Regions from separate parts of the Sus scrofa genome. Here region 2 is linked to region 1. A link is a contact called in public targeted proximity ligation data. All regions are on one chromosome and are shown on one strand. The core of a region is the stretch at or near the end of the contact, and the rest is flanking DNA. Distances in the headings are between cores, read along the strand shown. Region 1 overlaps ADCY9 (adenylate cyclase type 9). Region 2 overlaps ADCY9 (adenylate cyclase type 9).

What was found.
Region 2: a contact with region 1 is called in a targeted proximity ligation map of skeletal muscle. A contact is called at or near these places in 4 of 47 Hi-C or Micro-C datasets (brain, embryonic fibroblasts, fetal heart ventricle and 1 more) and 1 of 2 datasets of targeted methods (skeletal muscle).

Annotation. Positions count from the first base shown.
Region 1 is chr3:38,177,263-38,184,394 of Sscrofa11.1, reverse strand. All of the region lies in intron 3 of ADCY9 (adenylate cyclase type 9), which reads right to left. Among named protein-coding and RNA genes, the nearest start is that of ADCY9, 64 kb to the right of the region's middle.
Region 2 is chr3:38,266,398-38,273,529 of Sscrofa11.1, reverse strand. All of the region lies in intron 5 of ADCY9 (adenylate cyclase type 9), which reads right to left. Among named protein-coding and RNA genes, the nearest start is that of CREBBP, 120 kb to the left of the region's middle.

The DNA of each region.
Region 1 (7,132 bases), core at 1,810-4,309:
GAAGCAGGTACTGGTGTGTTCTAATACGGCCCTTCGGGATTAAACGCTGGTTCCACCACCGAGTCGCTTCTAACCGGGTGGCCACCGCAAGTCAGGGAACCTCTCTGTGCTTCGGCTGTCTCGCCTCTCACATGGAGGTGATGTGTCTCCACCTCCCAGCCCCATTTGCAATAAGATCAGTAAGTCTAGAGCGAATTTGTTCAGGTTTTTGTGTTTTTTTGGTTTGGGGGGGCTTTTTTGCTTTTTAGGGTCACACCCGTGGCATATGGAGGTTCCCAGGCTAGAGGTCGAATCGGAGCTACGGCTGCTGGCCTACGCCACAGCCACAGCTACTCAGGATCCAAGCCACGTCTGGAACCTACACCACAGCTCATGGCAACGCCAGATCCCCGACCCACTGAGCGAGGCCAGGGATCGAACCCACAACCTCATGGTTCCTAGTCGGATTCATTTCCGCTGCGCCACGCCGGGCACGCCCAGGTGATTATTCAACATCCACATGCCCCTCAAGGCGGTCGGCTCCATGAGGGCTCAGCACTCTCTTTCCAGAACCCAGTCCAGGCCTACCAAGTAGGAAAAACTCACGTGATATTTATTAAATAAATAAAAGAATTTACAGTGAAATGTAGTAGAGCTAAACAACTGCTCTAGTTCAAATCTCCTCCAATATCTCCAGAGTCTCAAAGCTAAAGATTTTCCCATAACTTCTCAACTATCAAGGGTCATATCATCTTAAGCGCCCTAAGCTCTGGAGGCCCGATGCAGCCCAAGAACACTCCCTAGAGTTTCAGGAAAGAAGCTGTAACTTGGCAGCTACAGTTCCACTAGGGCAAGTTATCAGTGCTTTGTATTTTGGACACTTGCCCTTTTTCATTCGAGAAACTGACTCAATCACATGTCCCGGGCATGTTCTGGGTTTCAGTCCTAAACTATACAAGACATGCACCAAATAGAGGGCAGGAAAAAAGAAACGCCATCCCACGCAGCACAAAGCAGAACGACGCACCCAGGCAAAAGAGTCGGTTATCATTCATGGAAAGCCTGTTGCTTTCCATGAATCACAGGGCTAATAAGTGCTTTACTTGAGTAGCTTCTCCTCTGAGTTTCCCACTAGCCCTCAGAGAGCGTGCCCAGGGTCCCGCGGTTCAGAAGTAAGAACCGCCTCCAAAGGCACGGGAAGCCAAACATGCATGTCACCACTGTACCACTCTGCCCAAGGGGGGAGCCCTGCAAAAATAAATTAAAAACAAAGTGGACGGTCTCCGGCCTGACCCCTAAACACCAGCAGCAGAGATGTGGCAGAATCACAAAGGGGTTTTTTTGAGAAAAAGGAAATGTATGAAGTCAAGTCACTTGCTGCGTCCGCGATACATGTCACACGTCTATTCTAATCCCAGCTTGCGCTGTCCCCACCTCTGTGAGAATGTGTTTTTGGGTGGCAGGCACAGGACTCTCACGCTTCCGGTCTCTCCACTTAGGGGAGCAGTTCTCCCAGGGCGGTGCACAGACTCCCAGGGGCCCCGAAGGCTTCCTCAGGGCATCTGTGAGGTCAAAACTATTTTCCCACTAACACTAACTATTTTCCCACTCCCAGGGGCCCCGAAGGCTTCCTCAGGGCATCTGTGAGGTCAAAACTATTTTCCCACTAACACTTTCTCAGCAGTAACAATGGCCTGGATGGTACCAAAGCAAGCGTGGGTGAAACTGCAGGTCCCTGACTTTGAACTGGGGCGGCAGCACCCAGTGGTGCTGGTGACCGATGAGCTCTGCAGCCCCACACACTCGCAGAAGGAAAGTCATTTTCCCTTAAGCATGTCCTCAGAGGAAGCCGCACCGTCGAATGACTGAGTTAAATCCTGAGGGTTCTGAGGGATGGGGGGGTGCCCGCAGAACCACCCCTCACATTGCCGGAAACGGTTGTCACCAAGAGCATCTGGGCCCCTGTTTGGGCTGCAAGCTGCACGAGCTGCTGTTTGGATGGAACCTCGTTTACACCTGACCCACAGACAAACCACGGTCACACCGACTCAAGCATCCGGCAGACGGTTCCTGGAAAACACACGAGATGTGTCTGCCGCTTCAGGAAGATAACCGAGAGGATTTGCTGCCAGTGAGGAAATTCAAGTTTTCAAGTGAAAACCAGAATTTTGGAAAGCTTTTACCCACCACTGTGAAGCTGACATCTTCTCAATATTTAAAGACTTCGCTTATGGCAACATCTGGAAGCGCCACACAACTCAAGACACCACACTGTTCCAAAGGACCCAAGTCTGATGACACAAAAACTCACACCTGAGTAAAGGCTGGTTCAAAAAGCCAACACGGTTTTGCTAGCAGACAAAAAACGGCTTCGTGGGGTTTCAGATTCCATGCTGCAACTAACCCTGAAGAAACTACCCCTTCTAGGGTGCTGGTGCAGGAGCAAAGAAAAACATCCCCAGCTATCTAAACAGGCTATTAAAATGCTCCTCCGTTTTCCAACTACACACCTCTGTGGAGCCGGATTTTCTACACACTCTCTAATACACTGCAGCAAACGGAATGCTCAAGCGGTTAAGAAAATCCAGCTGACAGGCTTAAAAGTGGTTAACATGGTAAATTTTTGTTAAGTGTATTTTACCACAATTTTTAAATGCCCAGCAGCTTTTGATTCATCCAGACATAAAAGAGATTTGCAGAAATAGAAAACACTGCCATTCTTCTCTCCAAATTTGTCTACTGAAAGTTTTTTTGAAAATGTAGTTCTTTCCATAAAATTATGTTATTTACCTTAATATGCCAGGGGCACAGAGATTTACTATTATTCTGAAATGAATTAAGGAAAGATTTACTTAAATGTCTCAACTTCAACTGCTAATATGGTCCATATCAATAGATAACAGCATGGGCCATATCAATAGATAAGGGGCATGAACCAGAGCTCTTTGCCTCCCTCAATCATTTCAAGGGAGGAACAGGGGTCCTGAGACCAGGAAGTCTGAGAACCGCTGCCTTGTGGGAAGGCTCAGAAGCCAGGGCGCAGCTGTTCCTGACCAGCCCAGGCCCAAAATTCCACCCTTTCCCAAGTCTGTTCTCATCCCCGACTCCTCCCCTCTGGGTTCAGCTACTGCCACCACCACCACCAGCCTCTGGAGCCTTGACCTTCCAGACTATTCTAAGGGAATGAGTCTCTCCCCTGACTTGGGCAGAGGTTTCTGGGCACTTCCTTACAAGCACAATGCCAGCAAATATCAGGGGAAACAGCAAACACCTGAGGTACAAGAGCGAGCCTGTCTTACAAAGTACAGTTTCCTCTGCCCACACTGACCTGAGTCTGGCCACCAACTGGCTTGGCGGGGGCCGTTTACCAGGAATGTGAGCAAGCCTGCCCCAGCTTCTCCAGCCTTCCTAGGGCAAGGCTACCCCTGCGCATGGCCCACTCCGCTGCCTACAGTAGCCCCGGGCAGCCTGCTGAAAACACACTCGCCTCTGTACAAAGTTCCCTCCGCGGAAGCTGGTTCATCCTGAGAAAGATCCTCAAGGGGCTCAGACACAAATGATGCCGGGAGTCACAGGGATGGGGAGCCACTCCAGGAGGCTCTTCCGGTATCAGCAGCTTCCTGCCACTTCCAGGAGGGCGGACCTGCAGGACCTGAGGACTCATGGCCACGCTCACACGACACGGAAATCCCAACAGGAATCCCAGCCTGGAAATCACCAACCCACAGGGAGGTAAAAATTCAGGGACATCCACCCCACGAGACAAGGTGAACTGTGTTCTTTTTTCCACAGCAGAGTATACAGGTGACACCAGCCAGCAAGTAGAAAGACAATTATGATTTGAACCAGGCTGGTCAGAGGAAGAGAAGCCCGAAATTCCTCTACCTATTCTATCTGCTTCTTGGTAAGTTTTCCCTTTCTTAGTTATTCTACCTGAAAAAATGACCTGCTTCCCCCTTCATTCCACAGGCAATTCTGCCAACAATATCCTTAACTTTCTCAGCCGAAGGCTAAATCTACTCAAAAGCTGGTCTTCAGGCTTTATAGCTATGTGCTCCTTCTGGAAGCCGTATGATTTTGAGTGAAGGAGCCTGAAAAAACTGTCAACAGGGGCTGCCTGAGCACTGACCACAGCGGTCTTTCATCTCTGAGCCCAGATGTCAAGCCAAATTTTCTGCTTCCTCTTATCGCTGCCCCTTGGTACCCGAGAGGCTGTTCCGACCTGCACAAGAGAGTCCACTCAAGGATGCAGGGGAGCATGGAGTTTCTCCTCAACATGACTTAAGAGGGGACACTGAGCGGTCAGCTATGGGCAGGCACTGCGGTGGTACATCATAAGCTTAGCTGGAGACAAGCGATCCAAGCTACCAAGTGAAGCCAGGGGTGCACCTGAACAAGCAAACTGCACCCCAAACTAGTACACAGCCAGGGCTCTGCGCTGTAGCTGACAGGGAACCGGGAAGCCAGACTTCTCGTTTGGGACAGCTGATGGCAAAGCCTGAAGTGCCTTGAGTGCCTCTGCCCACTGTTGAGGAGTGGCCCCAGACAGGGGCTAGCCTAAAGAGGGACTCCCCCCGGTGCCACCTATTGGCACACGGTGACGGTCTCAGTCACTGAGGTGGCCACTGGGCGACCGTCTCTCCCAGGGCACACTGGCAGGCCTCCCCGTGAGCTGCGGCACAAGCCTAAAAGCTTGGTTTGGGGGGAAGCCTCATTTCTGCATCTAACAAAGCCACAGCCCCCATCACCCTTCTACCAACACACGAGTGCTGGTGAGAATTCCAGTGACTGGCGCCTTGCTTTTTCCGTCCTAAGATGCAAGAGGGGAAAGATGTCTATCGGTATTTTCCGACAGTGTGACTCCCTCTGTGACTCTCTCCAAAAGGAAAAGCCAGCAGTTCTAGACAATATTCCGCACCCCTACTGCCTGAGGCCCAAGGCAGAACACAACAGCCCGGACCCTCTCGGGCTGGGTGGGTGACACCAAACGGTGTGGAAGGGCCCTTCCTTCTTCCCATCTCTCAAAGCAGACAATTTCCCCTCTTTTTTTTTTTGTTCTTTTCTGGGGGCTGCGACTGCTGCATGTGGACGTTCCCAGGCCAGGGACGGAACCCACACCACAGGTGAAGCAATGCCAGAGCCTTAGCCCCCTGCCCCACACGGGAACTCCCATCTCTCCCTAATCTTTAACCATAACTACCCATCACGGTCTGGATCATCTCCAAAATCTTAGTTCTACGCTGAAAATTCTTCCAACCTTCTTTCTCTGAGATTGGCCACCCTATCTAAAATTTCAGACACACACACACACACACACACACACGCCACATCCTCCCTCCTGCTTCATGTTGTCCCTTAGAACCTAACACAAACCTTGTGTTTTACTTGTTTACTGTCCATCTGCCCTCTGAGACGGGAAGAACGAGGAGGGCGGAGGACGTTTTTGTTTGGTTTGGTCTCCGCGGTACCCCCAGCACCTAGAAATGCGCCCACCACTAAATCAATTCTTTGCTATATAAACGAATGAACACATTCACGGCCTATTTGATCCTGCATTTCCCATTCACAGCACAGAAACCTGAATGGCCTCTCACCCACCCCTAATGCCCAACTGTCCCCAGGTCAACTCCAAAAACCTGAAAAGCCATCGTCAAACAATCAAGCCCTCGCCGCCTCGAGTCACCTGTTTCCATCTGGCTCTAAGTCCAATCAAGCTGATCTCACCTCTGCTCACATCTGTCCCATCATCGCCATGGCCACTGTGGTGACCTGCGTCCAGGTCACCGTCACCCCACCTGGGATTTACTCAAACAGCTCATTCATCTCCAGCCTCAGCCCTTCCAAACCCACATGCCCTAGAACGGAAAGAGCAAACGTTCTCACACTGCAAATCAGATCACCTAAGCTTCCTGCTAAAAGCCCACCAGCGGCTTCCATTCCCAGGTCCCTCCTGTGTGATCACAGCCTTCCTCGGCCTGAGGCACGACTTAAACGGTCCAGCCCAGCAAGAACCCTAACTCCCAGCCTTTGCCCACGCTTCCCCCACTGCCCCAGAAGTGCTCTTACCCCCCGGGACAGCCCCTGCCACCTCAAGATCCGCCTCAGGGATGTGCCCCTCTCCGCAGCCTTCCTGACTCCACGGTCTCTACGACCGAGAGCTGGAACCACAGTGCCAGACGCTGTAAGAGCACAGGAGAGGCGTCTGAAGGGTGAGTGGATGTGCAGAAACAATCGAAGGCCACTCCCACAGAGCCCGCCACAGAGGAGCCGCTTCCCATCCCGCTGCCAGGCCAGCGCTGGAGTCCCCGGCTTCCTCTAAAGCCGCTCATTTCTATAGAGTCCTCCACGGAGGAAAGGGGACAGAGGAAAAGCTACTGCCCAAAGAAACCATCTGCCACAAACCCAAAGATGGGCTAAAAGGAATCCAACGAATAAAACCTTCACCCACTGGCTGGAAAGGATCTTCTGCAAACTATGCTCTTAGCTCAGTGCAGCAGATTTGCACCCGGTCAGGAGAACTGAACCGTGCAGTGTCAAAAAATGGTCAGGAAGTTGTGGAGACAGCCTCTAGCACTGGAGTCCCATCCAGAGGTTTTCAAAATGAGCTGAATAAAGCAAAAATCCCGGTCTCGGGGCAAATGCTAAAAGAGAGAAGACCATATAAAACTCACCCGTGTAGCTCTGCCTTCTGTATTTCCCTATCTCCCACCCACTGCTAACACTTTGCCTTGTAAATATACAGTGTCCACAAATGTGAGGAAAAAGTTAATTTGTACCAAATTTACACCATGTGTGTGAATCTTTTTAAGAGAGTCAACAAACGCATTCTGGCATGTCTTCTGGTCAGGGTCTTTGAGAGCCCTGCTCTGTATGTTGAAAATAACATTACACGTAAACTAACCAAAAACAGGTCTCACCAAAGAGTCACAGACTTGGCAATTTCCAGACCTACCAAATGATTACATCTGTTCTGACGTGTGACATGCAAAGTACCACTTACAAAATTGCTGTCCCTGTCGTCCTTCTTCTAATGTAGCACAGCGCAGCTCCATTCTCTGGAATGTGTCCCACGACCCCTGAGGACAGAGCCTGCAACGCTCCGATCCTAAAGATGCCAAAACGTTGAGCAGGGATCACCCCCACAGCCCGCTCC
Region 2 (7,132 bases), core at 1,225-3,724, 90 kb before region 1:
GTGTTGGGCTGGTTTGAGAGGCTCTGAGTCAAACCCTTAGGGTTCAGGGCCTCTCTGATACCAGTCTTGTAAAGACCAGATGGAATCCTGAACAGAATCGCTCACTACTTTTTAAACATTAACTCTAGAGAAGTGTAACAGTGACTAAAGGTGATTGCTTTGAGAAGATACATAGACGGTCAACAGGCACATGAAAAGATGCTCAACATAACCAATTATTAGAGAAATGCAATATGACACATATATTACATTATATGTTACATATTACATTACATATATATATAATGAAATACTATTTGGCCAGAAGGAGAAAGATAAATACCATATAATATCACTTCGCTGTAGAATCTAACCTATGACACAAATGAGCTTCTCCATGAAACAGAAACAGGCTCACAGACCTAGAGAACAGACCTGTGGGTCTCCCCAGGGGGGAGACAGGGTGGGAAAGGGATGGACCGGGAGTCCAGGGTGAGCAGGATGGGTAAACAAAGTCCGACTGCAGAGCTCAGGGAACTGTATTCGATGTTCCGTGTTAAACCATAAGGGAAAGGAGTCTGAGAAAGAATATGCATATGTGTATATGTGTAACTCACTCATTTTGCTGCACGGTGGAAATTAACACAACATTGTAAATCGACTACCATGAATACATATATATTTTTAAATAAAGGCACTGGCTTTGAAATCAGACTGTCCTGGACTGAATCCTGGTTCCGCCACTTAGTATGCGAATCACTCTGAGCCTCAGTTTCCTCCTTTGTAAAACAGGATTACAGCTCCCTGGAAAAATCATCCTAAGCGCAGAAAGAGGACATGCACGCAAAGCCTGCCAGAGGCATTTCAGGTCAGCTCTAACCCCCTGGCACTGGCCTCCTCAAAGGTGGAATTGAGAAGGGTGATGAGGCCACGTTCTGGCCTGGGGGAGGGGAGCGTGGGGACTGGTGACATCCACCTCGGGAGAGGGCTGGCACGAGTGAGTGTGCACGGACCAAGCTTGGCTCCGCACACGCCTGATGTGTTGGCAAGTGCTCCGTAAACGCTGGTCCTGAAACTTCCGGTCACTGTTCTCTCTGGTTCTGAAACTGCTGCCTCTGGTCATTCGAAGTCCTTGGTCACAGCCACTGCAAGTCCACTCTTGCCCAGCCGCTTATTTTTAGGTATCTCTCTCTCTTTTTTTTCTTTTTAAGCGCTGCACCTGTGGCATATGGAAGTTCCCAGGCTAGGGGTCAAATCCCAGGGTAGGGGCCAGCCTACGCCACAGCCACAGCCACAGCAACCCTGGATCCTTTCACTACTGAGCGAGGCCAGGGATCGAACCCACATTCTCATGGATACTAGTCAGGTTCTTAACCCTCTGAGACATGACTCCCAAAGTCACTGTTCTAATGACAGCAGCTGCTGTGGCTTGGAAGCGCCTTGGAGCTGAGGACATGTCAACAAAGAACATCAGGTCCTTACTCACGCGATGTCCGCAGCCTCGCAGGCCTGCTCTCCATAAATCCCCGAATGGAAACTGCGAGGCAGGAGTGACCATCGATGGCAGGGGTCGACTTCTGGCCTGGCCACCAGGCAGCCTCTCTGGCCTCGTTTCTGGGCACGGTAGGGCCTGGGAATAAGCCTGGCGCTTTGGTCTCCTCTGCCTTGTTCCCGTGAAGGGACCCCGGCAGTGATGACCCCTCCAGCTTCCTTTAAGTGGCACCAGTGGATCCTGGAACCAAGGGAAGCTTCACCAACACCAGCTCTGGCTCCTAAGACAGAGGACTCTTGGAGCCAAGGCGTGTGCTGGCCGCTGCCTGGGAGCCCAGCATCCCCCGGAGCAGCCCCAGAGCCGGTGCCGTGTCCTCCAGGAACGGCACGGGCTCTGCCGAAGATCACGGCTGTTTCTCCAACACACTTGGGAGCGCCTGCATTTGCTTTTAACACCTTCCAACACACGTACCCTACATTCTGTTTGGCATACATGGCACAGAGCTCTCAAACAGTTCTTTCTTCCAGGCTATTTCTCTTGACAAGAGAAATCATTTCTAAGCCAACAGCTGTCCTTTCTCATAACTGTCAAGGGAGGGAGCAGGGAAATCTCTTTTCCGAGAAAAGAGGCGGAAACAACATCAGAAAAGTTCTGCTTTGCCTGTTCGATCTGCGGAACAAGACTGCTTAGCGAGCTGTCCCAGGACCAGGGGAGGCAGACCCTGCTTCCCAAACTCAGAACCCAGGTTGAAACCGGCGGATGGGGCAACAGTGGCAAATACGACTTCCTGAGGTCCCTTCTGGCTTCCAAGCTCTTTCCTGCTTTACTCTGTGTGCTCCTCAAAAGCACCTGGGAAGCAGCGTGATCAGCCCACTTAACACAAGAGGGAACGGAGGCCGAGAGAGAAGGCGCTAGCGAATGGCAGAGGGATGCTGGAGCCCGAGCAGCACCCCTGCCCTGGACCCCACCTTCACACGTGACTCTCCAAGGAACAGGAGCCACCCAGGCCGCGACCTGCCCCGGGTGAGCCAGGCATGCCCCCTGGGCTAGTGGATCAGGCACAGGCATGCATACTCCTAAACAGATGATTTCTGCTAACAAAAGCCTACAAAAAGTAGAAGCCAAGTATTAGAGGAAAAGAGAGGCAGTAATTATTACAGAGCAAGAAAGGCATCCAGAAGCTGTAAGAACAGAAGGCAGACAGCCCGAGAATGCTAGAGACAGAACAACAAACAAAGCACACGTCTGCAAGACGCCGGCACAAAGTCACCAGGTCACGGAGTGCAGAGCAGGGGACCACGGCTCCGGCTCCTGAGCCCTCAACGACAGCCGAGGTTAATGACCGAGGCTGATGGGCAAGGACAGTGTCCCCACGCTGCCGTGCCGTCTCATCAGAAAGTCAAAGTCAGGAAATATTTGGTACTGGGGGAAATTTCTTTTTTCTTTTTTCCTTTTTGTCTTTTTAAGGTCGCACCTGTGGCCCATGGCGGTTCCCAGGCTGGGGGTTGAATTGGAGCTGCAGCTGCCAGCCTCCACCACAGCCACAGCAATTCAGGATCCCAGCCGAGTCTGTGATCCACACCACAGCTTGTGGCAATGCTGGATCCTTAACCAAGTGAGCAAGGCCAGGGATCCAACCATCATCCTCATGGATCCTCATCGCGTTCTTAACCTGCTGAGCCACAGTGGAAACTTCTGGGAAGATGTTTTTTATGTGCAACACTGCACTACCTGATGCCAATCACCTGAGCTGTCCCTCCCTTTCCAAGTCACGTGTCACACAGAATGTAACCATAACAAGTATATTTATATCACATCACAAATGTATAGAAACAAACCAAAATTTTTATACACACATATTAAAAGGTTTTATTTTGAAACAATTTTGGACTTAGAGTGGGAAAGACAGTTCAGAGAGTACCCCGCACAGCCACCTCCAGCCTCCCCACCCCTGACACGGCCACCCCCGGCCTCCCTCTCCAACACGCCCCCCCACGGCCCCCACCAGTCTCGCCTCATGTTAGCCTCTTATACTAACTGTGGTCAGTTATGAAAACGAAGGAGCGAACCTGGACTCCGTGCTACGAACCACACCGGGCCCCTCCCAGACGTCCCCTTTCTGTCCTGGGAGCTCACGTGCTTGGAGCGCTGTGTCCCCTTCGTCTCCTCCTGTCTGGGACAAGGCCTGAGCCTTCCCTTGTCTTTGGCGGCCCTGTCACTTTTGAAGTGTCCTGGTCAGGCATTCTGTAAACTGTCCTTGAATTTGGATATGTCTCTTTTCTCACGAGTGGACTGTGCTTTAGGATGAGGGAAGGACCCCACAGAGGTGACAGGCCCTTCTCTGCATATCACATGGGGTGTGGGGGCAGGAGGCCAGTCTTATTACTCCTGCTGCTAACCGCAGTCATCGGGTGACAGGAGGCCCTGCTGGATCTTCCACTGTCCAGCAACGGTTCTCCCTTTACAGTGAATGAATCTGGGGGGCGGGGGGGTTACTTGGAGGCTGTGCAAGTGCCCTGTTTGTCCTTAAACTTTCACCCACTGATTTCATTTTTTTTTTTGCTTTTTAGAGCCATACCTGAGGCATATGGAGGTTCCCAGGCTCGGTGTTGAATCGGAGCTACAGCTGCCTGCCTACACCACACCAAAGCAATGCAGGATCCGACCACAGCTCACGGCAGCGCTGCATCCTTAACCCACTGAGCGAGGCCAGGGATGGAACCCGCCACCTCATGGTTACTAGTCGGATTTGTTTCTGCTGCACCACAACAGGAACTCCAACCCATTAATTTTAGAATTCACCCATGGATCCTGCCTATAGCAGTTACCACGGCGACGCTCTAATGGTGATTTTCGCTCCCTACTGCTTCCTGCACCTCTAAGCTGGAACTCCTCTCTAAAGAAGAGTTGTCGGGAGTTCCCGTCGTGGCACAGTGGTTAATGAATCCGACTAGGGACCATGAGGTTGCGGGTTCAGTCCCTGCCCTTGCTCAGTGGGTTAAGGATCCGGTGTTGCCGTGAGCTGTGGTGTAGGTTGCAGACACAGCTCGGATCCCGCGTTGCTGTGGTTCTGGTGTAGGCCGGTGGCTACAGCTCTGATTCAACCCCTAACCTGGGAACCTCCATATGCCACAGGAGCGGCCCAAGAAATGGAAAAAAAAAAAAAAAAGAAGAGTTGTCAATTTATAGGTTGTGTGCTTTCTCCTAATTGAAGGAAACACACACATGACTAAAAATACAGATGGAACTTGAAAAGTCCTTTTTCTCTCTTTCTCCCTCCCTTGCTCTCTCTCTCTTTCTTTCGTCTTTTAGGGGCCACATGGTTGGCATATGGAGGTTCCCAGGCTAGGGGTTGAAATGGAGCTGTAGCCACCAGCCTACACCACAGCCACAGCGACGCCAGATCTGAACCGCATCTGCGACCTACACCACAGCCCACGGCAATGCCATCTTAACCCACTGAGCGAGGCCAGGGACTGAACCCGCATCCTCATGGATGCCAGTCAGATGCGTTCCTGCTGACCCATGAATGGGAACTCCAAAGAGTCCTTTTTTAAAAAACTTACTTTACATTCACATTTCAGAGCCAGCATTCAGATTACCTTTTACTTTTTTTTTGTCTTTTGTCTTTCTGGGGCCGCACCTGCCTCAGCATATGGAGGTTCCCAGGGGTCGAATTGGAGCTGTAGCCAATAGCCTACACCACAGCCACAGCAATGCCAGATCCGAACCACATCTGCGACCCACACCACAGCTCACAGCAATGCTGGATCCTTAATCCACTGAGCTGAGAGAGGCCAGGGATCGAACCCGCGCCCTCATGGGTACTAGTCGGGTTTGTTAACCACTGAGCCACGACGGGAACTCCATTACTCTTCACTTAACTGGAGAGCAACTCTATGGAACTACACTTCACATACCATATAATTCACCATCTAAAGGGTACAATGTAATAATTTTTAACATAGTCACAGAATTGTACAACTATTAGCACTACCAATTCAGACCACTATGTAGCATAAACGTTTAATGTCTAAACTACACACACACACACAATTACCCTTCCCACCTATAATGATCTAAAAGGGCCTCACTTCTCCATACTGAGCTGATTGAGCCTACGCATGATGATTTTACATACAAATAACAAGGAGCTAAAAGAAGTGCTCCTTTTCTCAGAGTCCCTTAACAAGCCACAGTGACTGTCAGAGAAGGGTGGTCCTGAAGCTAGTGACCTCAAAGGGAAAGGGTAATAACCCCTGTGATGCAAGCCAGGTCCTCTGAATCTCCTGCCCGCGGGCAAATCCCATCATTAGCCTCATTACCAACTGCAGGCTGGGGGAGCACTCCGCAAGCACACCGTCTGGGTTGTGGATAAGAGTCTGGGCAAACTCATGGGGCAGGTGCACCCGGGGAGGGCTTTCAGAGACCACAGGAGAGAGGAGCGCTCATGGCCCACCGACCAGGACGAGTGTGATAAAGCACCATCCACACCCCCGTTCTTGGCGAAGATGTCAGCCTGGCTATGCCGTTGTTTTTTCTCTCTCTCTTTTTTTTTTTTTTTTTTATAAAAGTAATGATGCTTTTTATTTTTCCAGAAATAACACAGAAAGGTCAAATTGGTTAAAAAAAAAAGAGCCAGGTGGGTCATGAGGACACTCCCCAAATTACTTTTGCTATTGTCGTCCACTCTTGAGTGTTTCCACCTTGCAGGGTTCACATCGCCCCCCGAGCAGCAAGCCTGCGGACCCGCGGCTGAGTCTAGAGGAAGCAGCCTTCTGCTGTGCCCTTCGGCATCAGAGAACGGCTTGGCCACCGCTAAGGGCAGGGCTAGCTTTGGGGTGACCCCTCACGGCACAAGAGGACTCTGCCAAGGGGGCCAAAGCTTGGCTATTCTGACGGGCACGTGCGGTCTCCATCTCCATCCTTCGGTCACGATAACTGGGCAGCAGACACCAGGCAGGGCTGAGGCTGCACGTGTGCCGAGGTTACAGCCCCTGCAGCTGAGGACACCCCCTCAGCTCAGAACAAGCAGAGACCTTCTCAAGAGGGTCAGGGACTCCCTGTGGGCAAATGGAAGCAGGGCCTCTGCCTCTCCAGCCGTCCCTCCTCCTACCGCGGGTGGCATCCATCGCTCCACGCAGAGGGCACAACTGCGTGTTCCAGGGTCAGCTGAGCTTCCACCAACCCAGGGCTCGTGGGCACAGCTTCAGTCAATCCTCACGACTGCCCTGGAGAGTGCCCTGTCATCGCCTCTCCCAGAGGCTGAGACGGATCCAGCCCTTTCCAAAGCCACCCTCCTCGACTCCTGTCTCTCTTCCCTGGATCCCTTCTTGATGCCTCACCCCAAACCCTGGGGTCCCTTGGCCAGCTCAGCCCAGAGAGCTGTGAGCCACCATCCTGCTGGGACCCCCTCCTCCCCGCATCATCCAGCCCCAGGGCCTTCCTGAGGAGCAACGTGCAGACCCGTCACTCAAGAAGCCAGGGCTTGGGTGGGATGGGCTCCCTCGGACCCTTGGCCTCAGGCCAGAGCCCTTGTCCTCTGACGTCACTACCATTTCCTGGTGGGTCCTCACAGCTCTCTGAGTATCCTGTGAAATATCAGGTGGCACGTCTCCAGCTGGGAGCTGGGAGAGAATGCGCAGATACACGGGTAGGCCG